Linked DNA regions of Mus musculus: all the other regions are linked to region 2. A link is a contact called in public Hi-C and promoter capture Hi-C data. All regions are on one chromosome and are shown on one strand. The core of a region is the stretch at or near the end of the contact, and the rest is flanking DNA. Distances in the headings are between cores, read along the strand shown.

Evidence for each region. Promoter capture Hi-C pulls out the DNA fragments that hold promoters and counts their contacts. Hi-C and Micro-C count contacts between places; a contact is called where the count stands out from the background.
Region 1: a promoter capture Hi-C map of the HPC-7 cell line shows a contact between it and region 2, with 4 times the contacts expected there. The contact joins the enhancer-like site here to the promoter of Mmgt1 in region 2. A contact is called at or near these places in 10 of 39 promoter capture datasets (the 3T3-L1 cell line, the C10 cell line, the HPC-7 cell line and 7 more), 1 of 484 Hi-C or Micro-C datasets (B cells) and 1 of 115 datasets of contacts at active chromatin or transcription factors (pro-B cells).
Region 3: a contact with region 2 is called in a Hi-C map of Th1 cells, with 5 times the contacts expected there. The contact joins the enhancer-like site here to the promoter of Mmgt1 in region 2. A contact is called at or near these places in 4 of 39 promoter capture datasets (the HPC-7 cell line, cranial neural crest, hippocampal neurons and 1 more) and 1 of 484 Hi-C or Micro-C datasets (Th1 cells).

The regions. Positions count from the first base shown.
Region 1 is chrX:57,297,206-57,300,538 of GRCm38.p6, forward strand. It overlaps Arhgef6 (Rac/Cdc42 guanine nucleotide exchange factor (GEF) 6), which reads right to left. Exons shown (of 22, transcript NM_152801.2): 5 at 2,255-2,456. Among named protein-coding and RNA genes, the nearest start is that of Arhgef6, 40 kb to the right of the region's middle. Within about 2 kb of position 1,931, at least 21 of the 459 cell types and tissues checked have an H3K27ac peak or open chromatin away from gene starts, as enhancers often do. A contact at or near this core is called in the HPC-7 cell line, where this site is marked.
Region 2 is chrX:56,595,655-56,599,416 of GRCm38.p6, forward strand. It overlaps Mmgt1 (membrane magnesium transporter 1), which reads right to left and starts at 2,290. Exons shown (of 4, transcript NM_146234.4): 1 at 2,131-2,290. The coding sequence starts at 2,209. It overlaps Gm36239 (a long non-coding RNA gene), which reads left to right and starts at 2,538. Exons shown (of 3, transcript XR_386934.2): 1 at 2,538-2,648; 2 at 3,404-3,500; 3 at 3,609-3,762.
Region 3 is chrX:57,136,542-57,140,241 of GRCm38.p6, forward strand. No RefSeq gene overlaps it. Among named protein-coding and RNA genes, the nearest start is that of Vgll1, 50 kb to the left of the region's middle. Within about 2 kb of position 1,295, at least 5 of the 459 cell types and tissues checked have an H3K27ac peak or open chromatin away from gene starts, as enhancers often do. A contact at or near this core is called in Th1 cells, where this site is marked.

The sequences.
Region 1 (3,333 bases), core at 681-3,180, 700 kb after region 2:
CTATGCTCTCCTTGCATCACAAGCTTCTTGGATTCTGAAACCTGACCCACCCTCAATAGCAATAGTGGGATGTTTCAGAGATCAGGCTCAGAGCTTGATATCCTAAGCCTGAAGGGAAAGGAGACCAAGGCCTAGAATGCTCCATAAAAGATCAGGCACATTGCTGTAAGACATCACAGTGAGAGACATGCTGTTCATTTCCAATGCCCTGTAAGCAATGCTTGGAATTTTCAGGCGAGGCAGCAAAAGCTGTTCCTTTTAGTTTTGCAGATGCAGCCACTGTACAAGGGAGCATCACTGTCAATCTAGAAAATGGTTTAGGGATCCTGACAACCAGACTATGTCAAAGGGAAGATACAGCAGGGCGTAATGGTCGGCTGGAAAAATAATCAGAACCAAGAAATTCCAGGCAAGGCCTGTGAAAAATACTCCATAGCTTAAAAGATACGTCTCAATTCCCAGTAAATGAAAACGAGGTCTGGGACTCGGGATCAGAGGTAAATTGCTTTACCCAGCATGTATTAGGTAGGACCATGCCCAAGCATGACAAAAACTGATGAGATGTCTGTACAAACAAATATTTATAAATCCTCCACAACACAAACACATTCCATTAAATGGGGTGTTCCTCTCCCCTATCCTAGAACACAGAAAGTGATACAGCTAAGTTACATCTTAAGTTTTTGAAGGAATGTCTTCTAAGAGTGACAGTTATCTGAGAATCACTGTGGAGGAAGAAGGGACTTCATTAACTATACTATACTTACAAAATATTTTATTTTATTTAGAGTGAGCCTATATTTTCATTAATTAAAGGTATCTTTGTAAAAAGATATTCTGTATATATGTGAGCATGCTGTGGGGGGGGTAGGGCACTCCGGCCATGCTGAGGTCAAAGGGCTGCTCTGTGCAGTTGCTTCTCTCCTTCCACTTTTCCATGGGTTCTAGGGATCAGACTAGGGCCAAGCTGTGAAGCAAGCACCTTCACCCACAATGGTTCACTGGACCACAGTATTGGGGTTTTTTTTAATTAAAAATTATTTGTTTGTTTTAGGGGGCATGCACTATGGTGCATGTATGGGGGACAGAGAGCAACCTTTGAGAGTTATTTCTCTCCTACTGTGTGGCTCCTAGGGATTTGAACCCAGAATGTCAGGCTTGGCAGAAGCGCCTCAATCTGCTGGGCTCATCCATTTGAAAGCCTTAAAATAAAATAAAAAAAAAAAAAAACAAGAAACTCACACAAAAGGAGCAATATACTGGGAATCCAGCTACTGAAAGGAGCCCTTGGGTAAACATTTTTTTAATTAAAAATATTTATTTAAAAATGAATAGCTGTAATAACAGCACGTTTATCTGCTTTATCATGTACTATAATAAATTGGTTCTAGAAGGGTTCTATTGATTTCTGTTGTTAGTTGGTTTATTTGAGACAAGGCCTGGTGTAGTCCTAGCTAGCCTAGAACTTCTTTTACAGGTAAGGATAACCTTAAACTCTTAACCTGCCTGCTTCCACTTTTCCAGTGCTAGGATACCAGCTATCTGCCACAAGACTCTGCTAACTTTGCTTGTTATTCCAAGAAGAATATGCCTTCTTCTTCTTCTTCTTCTTCTTCTTCTTCTTCTTCTTCTTCTTCTTCTTCTTCTTCTTCTTCTTCTTCTTCTTCTTCTTCTTTTTTAAAGAAGGACAAACAAGTTACCAAAAACCTCTAGAAGAGACTTCTAAAGAGCAGTTAGAGTCTACCGTGTGTTCATTGTTCAACAAAGGGAAAAGTCGCTCATGGTTTCCAGTAAGCTAAGGACAATCTTGTTCCTAAAGTGGTCAGGCAGCTTTCTGCAAGGCGACTGTTATCTCTCTCACACATCTCTCGGGCAGTTTTAGGTCTTCAGAAAGGCTGGAGAGCTAAAACGGGAAGTCGGCTCCCTGCTTCTCTTGTTATTGTATTCTGCCATGGTGATTCTGAGAGGCGCAGGAAGGACTCTGCACTGTACACTCTGGGCTAGTCTCAGTGGGCAGAGAGGCTCAGGCTTACATACAGCAGTTGCTTAAACTTTGGATTCCTTTGCTGTTTTAGCTGTCACATAATCTAAATACAGCTTTGTTTCAACATAGCTAATTATTCCCAGTTCTGTTCTAGTCTTATTTTGGACACGCATGTATAGACTGTGTTAAGCAATTTAAAATAAAACATTTTCAATAAGAATACCAAAAAGGAACAAGTCTCACACTTAAGACGTTAAAAGCTTTACTTACCACTGGGTTTAATTTCTCGGACATAATTACTAGGGAACCATCCAGTTCTCCCATTTAATGTGCCTTCCCACCAGCCTCCTTCTTCAACTCGTGTGACATAAATGATGTCCCCTTTACACACTGACAATTCATCTTCATTCGTCTGCTTGAAGTTGAATCTTGCCTTTACTATCAACTGGTGACTTCCATTTTCCGTCATCTCCTATTGAGAAACAAAAGCCACACCAGATTAGCTGCCTATCTAATTGTATTTGTACACAAAGTGGAATGGTCAGAATTATAACCCTGGGAATCTGTTCAGCAGTTAACAATTCTGGATCCTCTTACAGAGGATCTAGGTTTGATTTCTAGCACCCACATGGCAGCTCACAAACATCTGTAACCCCAGTTCTAGGGAATTTGATGCCTTTTTCTGGCCTTCTTGGGTACTTTTTATAGGTGGCACACAGACATAATACAGACTTTTTTTTTTTTTTTGCAATTTAAAAAGAGTAAAAGCCCCAAGCTTGTTTAACTTATTTATTTTATTTTGTGGGTTGTTTGTTTGAGACAATGTGTCACATTAACTATGGCTGGCCTGGACTTGGCCTGGGCTTCACTATGTAACCTGGGCAGGCCTCACAGCAGTCCTGCCTTTCAGCCTCCCACAATCTAGGATTCCAGGCATGTGACATTATGTCTAGCTTAGCCTCAGTTTTGAATCTAGGAGTCTATGAAAAGGTCTAGGGAGGTTACCAGCGCCTTCAAATCCTGCAAATGACTGCAGGAAGAAGATGGTCTGAGCTCTTTCCTAGAGCCCATGGTGGAAGGGAGGGAGGGAGGGAGGGAGGGAGGGAGGGAGGAAGGAAGGAAGGAAGGAAGGAAGGAAGGAAGGAAGGAAGGAAAAAAGGAAGCCCTAAAAGGTGTTCCCTGGTCTTCACGTGCATCTACATTCATACACAGATAAAACCCGCAAACAACCACCATAATAATATAAACTTTAAAAATGAAAAAAAAAAACTGCATTTCTCAGAACGTATATTTTTGAAGGAGTCACAGCTTTCATTTCCCTCTTCTTTTTCTAAACCTGGGTACTTAAC
Region 2 (3,762 bases), core at 1,040-3,539:
TGGCAAATATGAAACCGAAAGAACTAAGCATAATTTTTCATTAGTATAGAAACTCTAGAAATTTTGAAACTGTTTCTTTCACTAAGTAGTCAAAGAAGTCATAACTATTTAACAATCAATAGGACTACAAACATTTTCAATGCTCAATGACCCTGCCACTGCATAGTGAAGCCAAAGTGAAAACTGGTATGGAAATGTTCCTCTTCAGTGCAGTGATGTAACTCGAGTTCCAGGACTTCAATTTCTGTCCTTGCTACTGCTTAATTCTGCTGCTGCCTTCACTTCTGCAGGCTGCAAGGGACTGAAGGCTGCGATCAGGATCTAGAAACTGGTAACCCCAAGTCATACATAGCACCAGCTTTTCTGTTTACTACAATTTACTGTACCTCATTCAAGACATCCTCAGCAACTCCAGCACTTACTTCAATTGCAGAATGTTACAATGGGAAAGTGAACAGAGTTGCACTGCCTCAGTTTCCTCTGTGGCAAATGGGAACGTGAAAGGTGAACAGGGTTTATTTCGTGTATGAACAGTGAGAGCTCTGCTATATCAAAGGTCACTATGGCAGAGATGAGCATGCTCCAGCACCATAGGATGCTATCTGCTGCCACAATTTCCCATGACACAACTAGTGTCAAAGGTAAATGGCAGTCTTTTGCCAGCACGAGCAGTGCAGAGGTCTTGCTTCAGTCCACAAGGCATTCTTAGCACTTGAAAAATATAAAAATCCAAAATCTTAATTCTACATCAAGCAGGACAATATTATTCTAGATGAAGTAGGACAATCCACTTCTAGATTAAATAGGACAATCCCTAATTCATAATGTACTCTAGACTTAAAATGACTTGTGTGAATGTATTGAGTCTGCTTAAAAAAATATGCAGGCAGAGTATATTTGAACTTACAGAGCCTGTAAGGACAGGGATAAAAGCAAAATCAATCCAATATCATATGCTGTTTGGATTAACCTTTTAATGACACACTTCTAGCTAACTTTCTTGTTTGAATGAAGTCTACTCTGGAAATTTAAGACTATCTTCAGCTAGGCATTTCTTCACTGGGAAAATGAGGCTGTTGGAGTTCAAGCAAGGGCCTTACTTGCTTTGTGACTATAGTAGAGCCAAAGCTTACTTCGAAAATAACCAGTACTCCAGTGTATCCTATTCTCCTCCAGGACAGTGCTTCACAAACTATAAATCACCCAGGGATTTATTAAAACGAATATTCTGATTCAACAGTTCTGAGGTGGAGCCTGAGTAGACACTAACAAGGTCCCAGGTGATGTCCACGATGCTGCTCTACTGACCACACTATGAGCAGCAAAGCTCTAAGGCACTTTCCCCAGGGTCCCACCAAATTACTACTCCCCATGAACATACATACACACATACATACACATACACACACACACACACACACACACACCTTTGGAACATTCACATTATCTTACTGCAATTATTTGTTGGCCCACTAGTTTTTCCACTAGTCTAAGAATTCCCTTAAAGGAATCAAGGAACCTCTAGCACCTAAAAGCAGAAGCAACTTCAATTATTGATCTGAGAAAACAAACAAAAACAAAAAACAAAAAAATACAAAAATAAAAACCCACCATACAGCACCGTTATCATTTGCCCAAGGTCACACAGATTTAACAGTTAAGCAAAATGTTAACAACCAACCTTTTAAACCAGTCCACTGCTCTTTCCCCGTGTCACAGTGCCTCCCTGAGGCAAGCGGTCACTTAACTTCTCCGTCTTTGCCTGGACAGCAGAGTGGCCGGGATGCTGTCTAGCTAGCTGTCACGATGCCACATGCATGCAAAGTTCTCAATTCCACACTTTGTCTTAGCTACCTAGGCTGCATATGGCATGTCGTGTCTGGAGTTCTGGGACAGAGTCCCGGTCTGAATTCTTTCTCAAACCTCAGCAACCTCTTCTGGCCGTCCTGCAATCTAGGTGTTCCTCAGCCATCTGATCTCAAGCCCTCCGCTGAGGACCCTGCACGGCTTTACTTAGTCACCCCGACCTAAAACGGCTCTCCTGCACTGGGTTCAACAGTCCCTTAGGGGAGCGCCCCCACAGCCCCTGGTGTCCCCCACGCGAGCGGTCCCAGTCCCTCAGTTACTTACGCTGCGCAGCTGAAAAGGCAGCGTGGGCTAGGGCAAAAAGCCCGACACCTACAAGCCCCTTCCACAGCGACGGCGCCATGATTCAGAAGGAGCGGCAGCCCAACAAAAGGAGACGAAGGGCGGCAGAGGTACTCCTCCTTTCACCGGCGGGCGTCCACGCGGCGCAGGAACATGACGTCACCAGAGCCCTGGGCGCGAAGTGCCGGCGGTGGCCAGACCCAGAGAGCCGCCGAGAGAACGCGGAAAAAGGAATGCCGGGAAGAAGGGGACAGCGACACGGAAAAAGGGCCTGAGGCCTCCTCTGCGACTGCGCAGTGCAGCTTCCCGGAGAGAGGCAGGGCTGAGTTGGGGGCGTGAAAGAACAGGCCGAGCGAGACCAATGGGGAGACGAGGTAGAGCGTCCGCAAATACGCGCCGGATTTGGAGAAGGGGCGGGACTTACGGAAAGGCCTGGGAGGAGAAGAAGGTGGGGCTGGTGGCGTTGCTAAATGGCTGTGGGCGTAGAACTCGAAAGCCTGGTACTTGGTATTTGATAATTGGTTAATTGATTTGGTTTTCCTCCCAACAGAGTCCTTTCCTTTCACTAAGTCTTTCTTATGCCTCTGGCCTCAGAAACGGTTACCGAGGCAGGTTGCAAGGGCATCAACGTGAGGAAGTAAATAAAGTGTAGAGAGTAACTTGGGGGGTATGGAGCCCTGAACTCTCGCATGTTGGGGACGCTCAGAGCATTGGTTCAACATCTTACCTTTCTGCTTTACGTTTCTATGAGCAAGATCCACACAAAAGAGAGTGTAGCACAGCGGGACTGTTTTGTCATGAAGAAAGCTAGAATGTATGAAGGGAGAATAAAGGGATGTTGGAAACAGTCTGATGAGCACACAACTGTAACCTTTCTCCATTTTTATCTTCATCTCCTAAAATGTAGGCATTCAGAAGGAGAGTTTTTCCTGGATCTCTTTTCGCTCTACTCTCAGCAAGCTCATTAGTTCATTTCCACTTCAGACCAGCTTAGTTTTTCCAGTGATTCCAAATCAACAACTTTACCTCAAATACCATAACTCCTTAGCTCCAGATCAGCATTCCTAGCTACTCACTGCTGAGTATTCATTTGCGTGTGAGTAAACCCTGTGGGCACGACATTTTTATGGCCAAAGGTAACTCACACCCTCAACTCTATATAAGTTACTTCAGTGCCCCTGGCTGAGTGGCACAGCTTTGTTGATGTCATATCACAAAATAAGTGTGAAGCCTGATTACCATTCTTTCCCATCAGTCTCCAAAGAACTGTGTCATCTGAATCAGTTGACTCACCAGTACCTGGTCAGTACTGCTGGTCCTTACCATGCCTTTGAAAGTTGAAGCATTCTCAGGTATGATCTCCTTATTCTATTCTGACTTTATATCATCTTCTAAACGATGTTATTTCTTTATTATGTTTGTTGGGTTGCTATTGTTTGCTGCCTCTCTTCCCACTCTAGGATGGGAGCTGCAAGAAGACAGCTTTCTCCCTCTCTAGAACATTGTCAAACAGCAGGCATTGCATACAAACATGTTGGATGAAGGGTGAACAACTGTTGGTGAAGAACAAAGAGTGTTTTTATCACTGAAAAGATCTTTACAGAGATTCAGTCT
Region 3 (3,700 bases), core at 45-2,544, 540 kb after region 2:
CACTCATCTTGTAGATGATCTGAGTTCAGTCCCGAGAACCCTCATTTGGGTGCCTCATATGGATTCTGTAACTCCAGATGCTGCCTTCTGGCCTCTAAGGGCATCTGCACTCATGTACACATAGCCCCCTCCCACCCCCTAATTAAAAATAAAACAAAACTTTTTAAATGTTATTTTTTTAAAAAAATAAGTTATTTATTCTCATTTTATGTACATTGTTCTTTTGCTTGCATAAATGTCTATGTGAGGGTTTTGGATCTCTTGAAACTGGAGTTACAGACAGTTGTGAGCTACCATGTGGGTACAGGGAATTGAACTCTGGTCCTCTGGACAAGCAGTCAATGTTCCCAACTTCTGAGCCATCTCACCAGCTTGAATGTTATCTCTGTAACATTTATTTATTTAATGAGAGGACACAGGCCATAGCACACATGTATAAGTCAGAGGACAACTTACTGGAGTTGGTTTCCTCCTTCTACCATGTGGATCCACAGGGACCAAACTCAAGTTGTCAGGTTTGGTGGCAAGTGCCTTTCCTTTGCTTTTGAGATATCTTGCAGACCCTGGATTCACTTCTTTAAGTGACTGTAAGAATTTGCAGTGCAGGTTAGAACTTACTGGATTTTCAGGGAAAAGGTGAATTTTACACATCAGGTGGTATCTTGGTTTTGTTGCCTTATTGTTTTGTTCTGTTTTTATGGATTTATGTTTTTATTTTATACGTATGTGTATGGGCCTGAATGCATGTGTATGCACATGACATATGCACAGGCCTGCTGAAGCTAGAAGAGGGTGTCAAATCTCTTGGAACTAGAGTTGCAAATAGTTATCAACCACTTAATGTGGGCGCTGGGCACAGAGCCCCAGTTTTCTGCAAAAGCTGCAAGTGCTCTTAACTGCTGAGTCATCTCTTCACTCCTCAGTTGGTTTGAGACAGGGTCGCGAGTTATCCAGCTTAACCTTGAACTTGCTATGTAGCCATGGATGACCTTGAACATTTCATCTCCCCTCTTTCACCAAGTACTGCAATTATATGCATGTACCACCACAAATTTATACAGTATGGGAATCGAAGCCAACCTCTGGATTTCACACAATCTATGCCAGTACCCTACCAACTGAGCTGCATCCCCAGATCCTCAGATTAGGTTTTTAAAAGTGTCCATTTTGTATAGTTTGGAAACAGTTCTGGACCAGGTTTTTACTCCCAAAGACAGAGGCACTACTGTAACCCTGTCTCTGAACAGGTTCTTGCCACAAAGTGCCCCACTTCCTTTCCAAACTTACTCATCTTGCTCATCAGCAACAAAATGAAAATGTCTTTCTCACTCTCTATGAGCATCTCCCCAGCTCAGCAACTTCAGGTGCCTCTGTCACTTTGATTTATTCAAATGATTTGAAATGTCAAGCTATTGAAGATTGTAGTAGGGGACTGTGGGCATTGTCACCCACTGCACTAAAAAGCCAACAGATTTCAGTTCTCTGAACAGATGCCAGAGAAGGAGAAAGCTGAGCCTGTGGGATCTCTTCCTGCCATGTTTCTCAGTGGAGGGCTTCAAGGTCACTTAGACACACTCACAAGAAAGCCACAGCTTCTGCCAGTTTAAACGACACTATGTGGGAATAAAAGGTGTCATTAAGGAGAGACTTTGCATCAACTGTGATTTCTTAGAGAGTCTTAACAATTGGTTTTTAATGTTTTATGAAGTAAAAACTTTTGATTCCAACCACAGTGTGGTCTTACTAGATTGGCAATAGTCCCAGAAAACTGCTGATTTCAGTGAAGTGGGGGGCTTTCTGTGAGGCTTCATTAGACTCTAAGGAGAGTGTCATATTGTGCTGGGCACAAAGGTAGGAAGCACTCATTGCATGTTAGCTATTGCTATGATTACTGAAAGTTCACTTCTAGAGAGTTCTATGAGTCACCCTTGGGATTGGGCTTCAAATATACCTTTTCTGGCATTCTCTCCTGCTGAGAGCAGGCCTGTTGCTTCAGAGTAGTTAGTCTCATTACAGGAAACATTGGTGAGGGGTGGGGGTGAGGGATAGGCTTTAAAGCCCCTTTGGCTGGTACTCAGGCTATTCTAATTGTCATTTCCCAAAGCTTAGAAAATACTTGTCTTGCTGCATGGCATTAGGTGGCATCAATTGCAGATCTGGCCAGGACTGCTGGTACAAGCAGACTTGTAGCCTCAGGTACTCAAGAGACAGAGGCAGAAGAATTCAAGTTCAAGGTCTACCCAGCCTGAAGAGTGAGGCCAAGGGAACTTAGTAAGATCCTGCTTTTTAAAACAAATATGCTTAAAACAGCATGTGGTTGTCTAGTCCAACGGAGAATGCTTGCCTGGAACGCACAAAGCTCTGGGCTCTGTACTCAACACTGCAATAAATAAATATATAGATTAAATTATCATGTCTATAATATCTTGTCTGTTTTTTTAGGAGGAAAGTTGAAGATAGCTCCTCAATAGAAAGCTCATATTTGAAGAGGATCATATTAGCTCAACACAGAGGAAGTTGGTAGGAAGTGCTGGACATGTATAATGATGTTCTGACCTCTGATGCTCTGATGTTCTGAGGGTGATATAGCTTCCTCTATTGGATTTGCCAAGGGGTTCTTTTAGTTAAACAGTATACTAAACTCCTCTCTCTCTCTCTCTCTCTCTCTCTCTCTCTCTCTCTCTCTCTCTCTCTCTCTCTCTCTCTCTCTCTCTCTCCTATCTCTCAATTCTTCAGAATAAAGACAAAAGAATTGCTGTGCCTGGCTGCCCCCAGTGAACATTAGTAACGCCTCATCTGCAGTGAGAACCAAGCTGGCCCAGACTCAGTTTTCAAGCTCCCAGCATAGTCAGGGAGACAGACAGCAGCATGCTGAAGCAAACTCCTTCTGACTTCAGAGACGAGTAGAAGTCTTACAGACCATCTGTGAAACACACAGTTAAGACCATGGAGTTATATAGCCAGCCCCATACCTGTGGGTTCTACATTAAAAATTATCTCCTTTCTACATCTATCTACATGAATTTTGCTTTGCATTATTCCTTAAATAGTGCAGTATAAACAGCTATTCACATAGCATTTACATTGTGTTGGGCATTAACAAGTCATCTGGGGTCTAGAGGTGTACATCACTAACATTTGAAGAGCTAAAGTATATAGGATGATTTGCATAAGTTGCATGTAAATACAATACCATTTTATATAAAGAATTTGAGCATCTTCATGTTTTGACATCCAGGGGAATAGTTAGGTCTACACCCGCCTGGATTCTGAGGAATGATTATAAAACCTTATAACTGAACATAATATACTCAAAACAGAGGTCATAGATACTCAAAACAGGGGCACTGCCTAGTTAAAGTGCATTTCATCATCTTTGCCTTTGAAGTTGTGTGTATCTTCCGGAGCAAAAGCATGGAATTTGTACAAGGGATAATGGAGGACTTCTTGGCTACCTCATTCCAACTTGGGTGTTATATTACTTCGTGTGGAGAAAGTGAAATTAGCAGTGGAGGAGCTATGAAAATCTATGATCCTTTCAGACTAGGAATTTGGTTTTTCCTTTCAGAAGATGAGTTGCTGAGCATATATTAACATACCACTGGAAACTGACTAGCAAATAGATGACTGCAGTAAATCTAATAAACTATATGACAGGAGGAATTCAGCCCATGGTAGGGGAGCATGTAGAAGTGTTTTG